2 separate regions of the Acanthopagrus latus genome follow, and region 1 is linked to region 2. A link is a contact called in public Hi-C data. All regions are on one chromosome and are shown on one strand. Each heading gives the region's core, a stretch centred on a gene start, on an enhancer-like site or on the middle of the called end of the contact. The rest is flanking DNA. Distances are from core to core; before and after follow the strand shown.

What was found. A called contact is a pair of places that touch in the nucleus more often than the background predicts.
Region 1: a Hi-C map of muscle shows a contact between it and region 2, with 2.1 times the contacts expected there. The contact joins the promoter of LOC119008306 here to the promoter of bdh1 in region 2. A contact is called at or near these places in 2 of 4 Hi-C or Micro-C datasets (both in muscle).

What each region holds. Positions count from the first base shown.
Region 1 is chr19:18,410,449-18,414,271 of fAcaLat1.1, reverse strand. It overlaps LOC119008306 (LIM domain-containing protein), which reads right to left and starts at 1,817. Exons shown (of 9, transcript XM_037078412.1): 1 at 1,660-1,817; 2 at 1,168-1,387; 3 at 114-615. The coding sequence starts at 1,322.
Region 2 is chr19:18,229,046-18,232,877 of fAcaLat1.1, reverse strand. bdh1 (D-beta-hydroxybutyrate dehydrogenase, mitochondrial) reads right to left here and starts at 2,511. Exons shown (of 6, transcript XM_037079154.1): 1 at 1,798-2,511; 2 at 1,316-1,426; 3 at 727-868; 4 at 468-620. The coding sequence starts at 2,010. It overlaps gyg1b (glycogenin-1b), which reads right to left. Exons shown (of 8, transcript XM_037079158.1): 8 at 2,986-3,832. The coding sequence ends at 3,824.

The sequences.
Region 1 (3,823 bases), core at 568-3,067, 180 kb before region 2:
TAATGTTTAACACTTACATGCTTGAATTTTTTCCCACTGATGTTTTCTGATGATCATATTAGTAAAAGCAGGTTTACAGGTCAATATTTTGGATTCTGATCAAATCTATGTACCTTCTTGGTCTCGCGTTCCTCCTTCGCATCATCAACAGGAGCCTCAGCAGGAATTTGGGTCTTCACTTTCTGTGCAGGCCTCTCTACCTCTTCAGCCTCTCCGTTCATCACCGGCATGAAATCTGCTGACTTGTAGGGTGATGTGGAACTCGAGGCTCTGAAACTGCTCTTGGTGTTGTTTTGCACCTTCGACTCGAACACAGCCTTCAGGGCCTCGATGGACACAGTGCTGCTTTGAAGGCTCCCCACTGACTTACTGCGGACCAAACCCGCTTTGGCTCGAGACCGTTCCTTCTCTTCGTTTCTCATTATCAGAACCTCCAGACGAATCTCTGGACTCTCCGAGAGAGATGGAGTCATCTGACAGCGAGATAAAAAAGATAAAGTTCCCCATATTTTGTCCACATGTACGTCATGTAAAGTCAGAGAGTTTTCTTTAAATGTTCTTTTACTTACCATTGTTTCTTCAATGGATGTGTTCACTTCCACTGTTGTTTGATACCTTTTTACATACACAAAAGCCATATTAAAGGGTAACTCCGCCAATTTTACGCATTAAAGCATGTGTACAGGAGTACTATCCTGTATACTATCCTGTATGTAAAAAAAGTTGTATAAAACATTTTGTGGCTCCTGGGGAAGCTGCATGTAATCTGATAGATTTCCTCCATTGTTGTCATTCAGTGGCCAAGTTGCATTATGGGTAATGCAGTCATCCACTGGTTCACCACTGCACTCCTTGGACTCATTTTGGCCAGTTTTAAAACAAGTAATGAAAAATTGATCCAACAGAACCAGAGGTATCCCCATTTTTAATCCAAAACCTGATGCCTTAATTTCCCACAATGCAACTAGCCACTGAGTCACATCACTGGATGCAGTTTATCCGATTACATCCAGCTTCTTCTGGAGCCACAAAAAGCTTTATACTGCTCTATTCACATATGCAGTTGAACTGTGTGTAAAATCTGCAGCGTTACCCTTTAAAGTTATAGCGCACTGTGTGTTTTAATTGTCACAAATGTAAAAAGAGCGAGGAAGATGTTTTCTTCACCTGGCAACCAGCTGGGACACAGACGTGGTCTTGCCCCGCAGCCCTGCCCCCGTCCAGGTGGGCTGGTCACATGACGAGGTGATGCTCCTCAGTGACTGGGTGCGCCTCAGGTTGTTCTCCCATTCCATGGCCAATGACGTCTCAGCAGCAGACATTTTCCAAATAATCACCTAATATACAGACACTCTCTGTAGAGGATCAACAAACTGGAGCTCGTAGTCTGTTAAGTATTTAAACACAGCAAAACATACTGTTTTAATTATCATCTTAAATCCAGAAGTGACAGTTTGATCTACTCGTAAAGCTTCGCTTGTAGAAATCGAGTATTATAACATCGATGATTCACAGCTGTTAATCAATGAGATGTAGCAACAAATGTACAAAGTCATGCCATTTAAGTGCCATGCAAAATAACACAATAATTACTCATAAAAAACAAAGTTTCCTGAAGGTTATGGACTATATAAAGACAATTCTGAGTAGAATCGTTACCTGAAAGATGTCAGTCAGCGTCTGTTCCCTGTGACAATGAGAAGCACTTCCGCAGAATCACAAGACGTGCACAGGCTGTGAGCAAAGTCCCTTTTCTTCCTCATTACCTCATTTATGTAAAATGAGTTATGAAAATGTCTATGGTGGCAGACAACGGGACGTAAATCAACGACTCTGGTTACTGACACAGGCTGCATTCGCTTCTTTTATTTTGAAATGCAGAAACATTCACCATTTGGATTTTGCATTCAACATCTTTAAGATAACATCAATAAGATGCAGCTTTTGGTTTTTGCTTTGACAGCATTCTGTGAGAGACACTGATTAACTAATTTACAACATCAGGTCAGAGCAGATGACTGCTGGTAATGTGCTGCTGTGCTGCCAAGAGCTGATGTACTGTACATGTTCACAGTGTGTTGTTGAGTTTGTTCAGGAGAATTTCTAAACAACACAGGGGAAATGTGTCATCATTTTGGAGAAATGTGTCTATTGGAGTAATAATTAACGCCTAAACATCTGTAAATTATCTCAAGTACACGATTAGTGGACACACAAGCCACAGTCCATATTTTCAGCAGTGCGTGACAAACAAGAGCTGTTGAACTGTACAAACAATGTTAATCGAAAACAAGCATCAGCATATTTTTAGGCTTCCAAAGGTCCAAAAATTGCTAGTGTTAGTTAAAGGCAGAACGCTGTGCACGTTTGGTTTTATCATTTTAAAGTTCAACCATAAATGAAAACTTGGTCATTATCCATGTGATGCAGCATTCTCATAAGCAAATTTAGGAGATGGGGACTTGTTAAGAAATTTATAAAATAAAATAAAACATAAATTGCCATAATCCAAGTCTCCCAAAACTTTAAGAGCCTGAATTCATTTGAAAAAAGAAAATGTTATTTACACCCTTGTATAACAGATCTCTGGCCTTCCAGAGACATGTATTACACTGGATGAGCTGCATGGAGCCATTTCATGTTTTATTATTAGGTTGTTGTTTTTTTTTTTAAAATATTTTAAACAAATCTACATTAGTTGTTTAGGAGAATGCTGCGATGCTGTTTTGCTGTGAAGCTCCAGAAATGTTGTATTGATTAGAACTATCCCCAACTGTCCAGTAGCTATAGAATGAGTAAATAATGATTGAATTTAATTTTTTTGGGGGTGAACTGTTCCTTTAAGGAACACATAGGAACACTGGAATAGGATTTCCACGAGGCGTGTTAATTAACCTTGCAAGATTAGGTACAAAACAGTACTCCTTGCAGCCTTAGTGTTTGAGTGTGTTGCTCAAGGACACTTCTGGAGGGATGTAAACATATACTCACTTTTAGTTTTGTGCTCTCGATTTATCCCCTTTTTGCATTCAAAGAGCTGTCAACTAATAAATCATCACACCCAGAAACAAAGAAATGGCCATAAACAGATCATAAATCTGGCACACTGTACTGGAAATGTTTGAAGTTGCTTGACCGCAAAGAGCTGAAGATCCAAAAGGCCTCGGTTAGTGCAAACCCTCTTTAAAGTCGGTGCCCCACTTTGAACGCCCCATTCAAAATATCGCTCCACACTGCAGCACTGCAATTAAACAATTATTTTTTTACTGCTTCTTTTAAAAGGTCCTCCGTTCTTAAATTAGATCTCAACTGGCTGGGGCTCAGGAGTCGGCAGCAGACAGCCAGCGAGAAAACAAGTGTTGTGGAGGTTCGTCTCCACCCAGGAATTCCAAAACCTGCTGACTCTCTGGGATCAAGTGGGAGCAGCAGGAAGATCTGCTCCCTCGTGACCTCGTCGACCACACCGACCCCAACCAGGCTGCCCCCGGACACATGCTGCAGCAGAACTGCATCTGCTAAGAAGTTAAGCTGCATTTGAAATGAACTGTATACACAATATTTAGCTTTATGGGCCTCACACTGTAGATGTAATGATTGTTTTGTTTCAGGCTGGTGCTGCAGAGTATAATCACAGTGCATACTGTGATGATAGGGGGGTTTCATAATAGTGCTATCTTGTGGTGAAATGGCTTCACTGCAGTAAAACCACTGAGGCCTGGACAAGGTTCACTGCACTGACACAAGAGCTAAAAATAAAAAGTGAAATTAGGATAATTTGGGAATCTTCTTTTGAAAAGGTTGTCATTAAATCGACGACACAACC
Region 2 (3,832 bases), core at 1,262-3,761:
TTGAGTTGATTTTTAAATGTTATATGAATTCCTACATATTGCACCTTTAACATCCTCACATCCTCCACAAGTGCTGGTATGGGAAAAAGTCCCTGAAACATACCAACACCTCTGTCAAAGTATTAATATCTGTGCATGCTCAGAAAGAAAATCTGATTCTCGATCTGTTTTGTTTAATAGCTTTGGTGCTTTCAAAACCACCAAATGTGGATGTATCGGTACTTTTGACAACCTGATCAGCATCACTCACAGAAATCATGGGACACAACTCTTTTGTTGGCTGCATAGTTTTCCTTCAAACGGGAATTCTAAGAATGTTTATAATCCCAGAAACTTAGGAAAATGTCGAATCCAAATGTGCTTGTCACTTTAAGTGTTTGCAGTTCTGGTGGTACTGTTTAACTTATTCAAGTATATGTGTCACAAAGATTCAACATGTAATATACAGCAATATTCTAGCTTCTGACCTTTGGCCCTTCGGATTAACGGCAGAACAGCCTTGGTGACCCTGATGGTGCCCCACAGGTTGACCTCTGACACCTGCTTGTAGGTGTCCATGGACGTAAACTCGACTTCCCCGAAGGTCGACACGCCAGCGTTGTTCACCACAGCCCACAGACCTGGGTCATGACCAGTGAAAGATTGTCAGAGACGGGTGGGAAGAGTTTGTGAATGAGCACATACACTGACCTTTAATCTGAGTTAGTGAATACAGGAGTTAGTTACCCTTTTCTGAGTCAGCCAGGTTGTCTTTGATATATTCCACGGCCTGGTTCACCTGCTCGTCGCTGCACACGTCCAGCTGGACTACTTTCATGCGATCCGAATGAAATTCCTCCAGTTCCTTTGCACCCTCTCCGCCTTTGTCCTGCAAGGACGACACTTCTCCTCACCAACACATGACATTAAGATGAAAAACACCAGATTTAAAGGGGCACTGTGTAGTCTGGGAGAAGAAATTCAAATTTTGAATAAATCAAAAGGAAAATAACGGTCCCCAGAACACTGTTTTAAGCAAAAAAGGTGGCAGAGTCCACCACATATCAACAAAGTAAAACGGTATCAAACTGTGCTGTCCTCCAAGGTCAGTTTGTGCAGTTGTGAAAACAAAGACAGTTCATTTCGTGGCTTTGTTTAAGCGACTATGCATCGTTATTCTCCAAAACCACACAGTGCACCTTTAATCTCTTTCTGATGGGACATGCAGTTGCAGACTGTGAACTTGAGAGCGGCCCCTTGTCCAAATATTGAATATTCTGAATTTCATCGGGGTTGTTGCGTCTAATGGGGCGCTCGCTTTACATCTTATCCATACCTTGAGGAGACATCCGGCGAAGACCGTGAAGCCGAGTTTGTGCAGATGTTTTGCAAGCGCATGTCCAAATCCACAGTCACAACCTGTGACCAGCACAGCTTTCCCTTTCACCTGCAGAGAGGGGAACAACATAGTAAAGGCTTCTCCTAAAGTGATATATAAAGCTGTGAAAATATGTACAAAAGACAACAGAATACCTTGAATGCATTCCTGTAAAGTGTGATCAAATAAAAACATTCTCAAAGAAAATACACATGTAAGGTTTGTAATGAAAAATCCAGACAGCATTGCTCCACTGGCAGCAGTTTCATTATCTAAAATGCATTAAAACCTGTTGTAGCGTTAACCCCTCTAGTCTCAGCTGTATGGATGTTGCTGTGACATTTGCCTTCTTCTAAAATGCCTAATGTGACAACACAATGGGACCTACACAGGACATGAGTTCATTATAGTGCCAGAAATGAAGTCCACTGTAACGTTACCTCCACCAGTCCTCTGGGAATTCGGGGCGTCGCAACGTACAGCACGAAAAGTGAATACAGCATAACTATGCACTCGGTGACGCTCGTCTCCGGTAACCCCAACATCCTCATCGCCGCGTTCAGCAGGGCAGGCAGTCCCAAACCCAGCACGACAGTCAGGAGCACGGAGAACGACACCAGGAGCGCCACTCGGAACACGGAGAGCGGGGCCATCTTGACGGAATGGTGTGTTTACTTTCCTGGCGGAGCGGTCTGTATCACCCACAGCCGGGGTCACGGCACGCCCCCCGGATCACATCACCAAAAATCCCCCGGGCTGCGTTCAAGTTAACGGAATGAATGTGAAGTAACCCTCTGAAAACTGGTTATTACACCTTTATCAGTTTTTTTTTTGTTCGAGTTAAACATAAGCTTGGAATAGTTGAGTTAGCTTAGCGAGTTAGCAAGCACTTAACGGTAGTTAACGGTGTTGACTTGTTACGTTCATCCGTTACTTTCCATGCAAAACGTGTTTATCTTGACCCAGCCTCGCCTGTATCCAGCCGTTACGTTTGTTTCAGTTAGCTCCTAATGAAAAATACAAAGTGTTGAATTACTGTAGTATATTTCTCAAAAGTTTAGTGGACGTCATGAAAGTCTAGTCTGGCTGTCCCCGGGACGAAACCGGAAGTGTCCGGCGGGAACACTTCTCGCCTTTTCCCTTTTTCCTCTTGGTTCTGGAGACGTTTCCAGAAACCCACGAAGAAGAACAAAGAGAGAAGTATCCCTCCGGAACACTTCCGGTTTCGCTTAAATCCGCGTTAAAATAGAAAATATACTTAAAAGAACCGAAATTTAACGAACTCAAGTGTTCATTAAAACGAAATTGTAAGCCTGTTACTAATCCTCTATTTTACTTAATCTAATTACATATTTTTGCCTGTAACTCTACAAGACTAATTAACTTTTTCCTAATTAAATCCTAATTAATCCGGTTATATGTATTCACTTACTCCCATGGCCCACCCGTCAATTTTCTTGAGTATATCAATATAATCAATCTCAATCCTCTGTAAAAGAATAATACTAAATACATAACACAACCTAATTTTTTTTTTAAAAAAACTAATTTTACCCACAACTATAGAAGAGCGTACGCTAGTGGAAACAGTTCTACCAAGAAAAAAAAGTAAACAAAAAGCATCCAAGTAAATCCAAAACTTTGAAGATGGTTTTATTATACCAGATGAAAGATTTTGTGGTACAGTCAACATGCTGGTCAAGTAAAACACAAGGAAAAAAATCTCATCACCTACAGAAAAAGCTGCTAGTCAAGTACAGATAGGATGATGGCAATAGAGAGAGCAAGACACTAAGGCACGAAGGATCTAGTATATATGTATGGCTAACTGACCATACCATGGCCTTTAGAAGTGCTGTAAACATGTTTTTTTTTTTAAATATATATCTATGAGACTGTTTTAATTCAAGAGCAAAACACTTCTGAGAAAAGAACATTAATGCTCAGAAGATTACTAAGTGACTGCATTGTAAAAAAGAAAAAAAAGGAGAGAATGTTTATGTAAGTGACTGCTAATCTGAGACACAGATACAAAATGCCAGTTCAACTCTTGTTGCCACCTCCCTTTTTACAAGAAGAGCACTGACATGAAAAAAAAAAAAAAAAATCTGCAAAAAAAAAAAAAAAATTTAAAAAATGTATTGCAAAAAAATTTAATCGTATGATAAATCTTTTGATTTTTCTTCACAGTGTAACAGATCAGACACCCGTGGCGGGTCACTGAATAATGACAGTCTTGCATAGACAATTAACGCCGTTTGATATTTAACTTTTTATTTCCCATTTAAACGGCGCCGTCTTTGGAGTATGGCGAGGGTAGTGCTGGTGGAAGGAGAGACTCAACTCATTTCTAGTTGAGAAACAGGTACGAAGGAAAACCTGTTTTACAGTATCTTCTTGAGAGACGCGTGGTGATGGTTTTGTTAAACTGCAAGTACTCTGTCGATATCCGGCTGCATCGCTTCTCTATTTAAG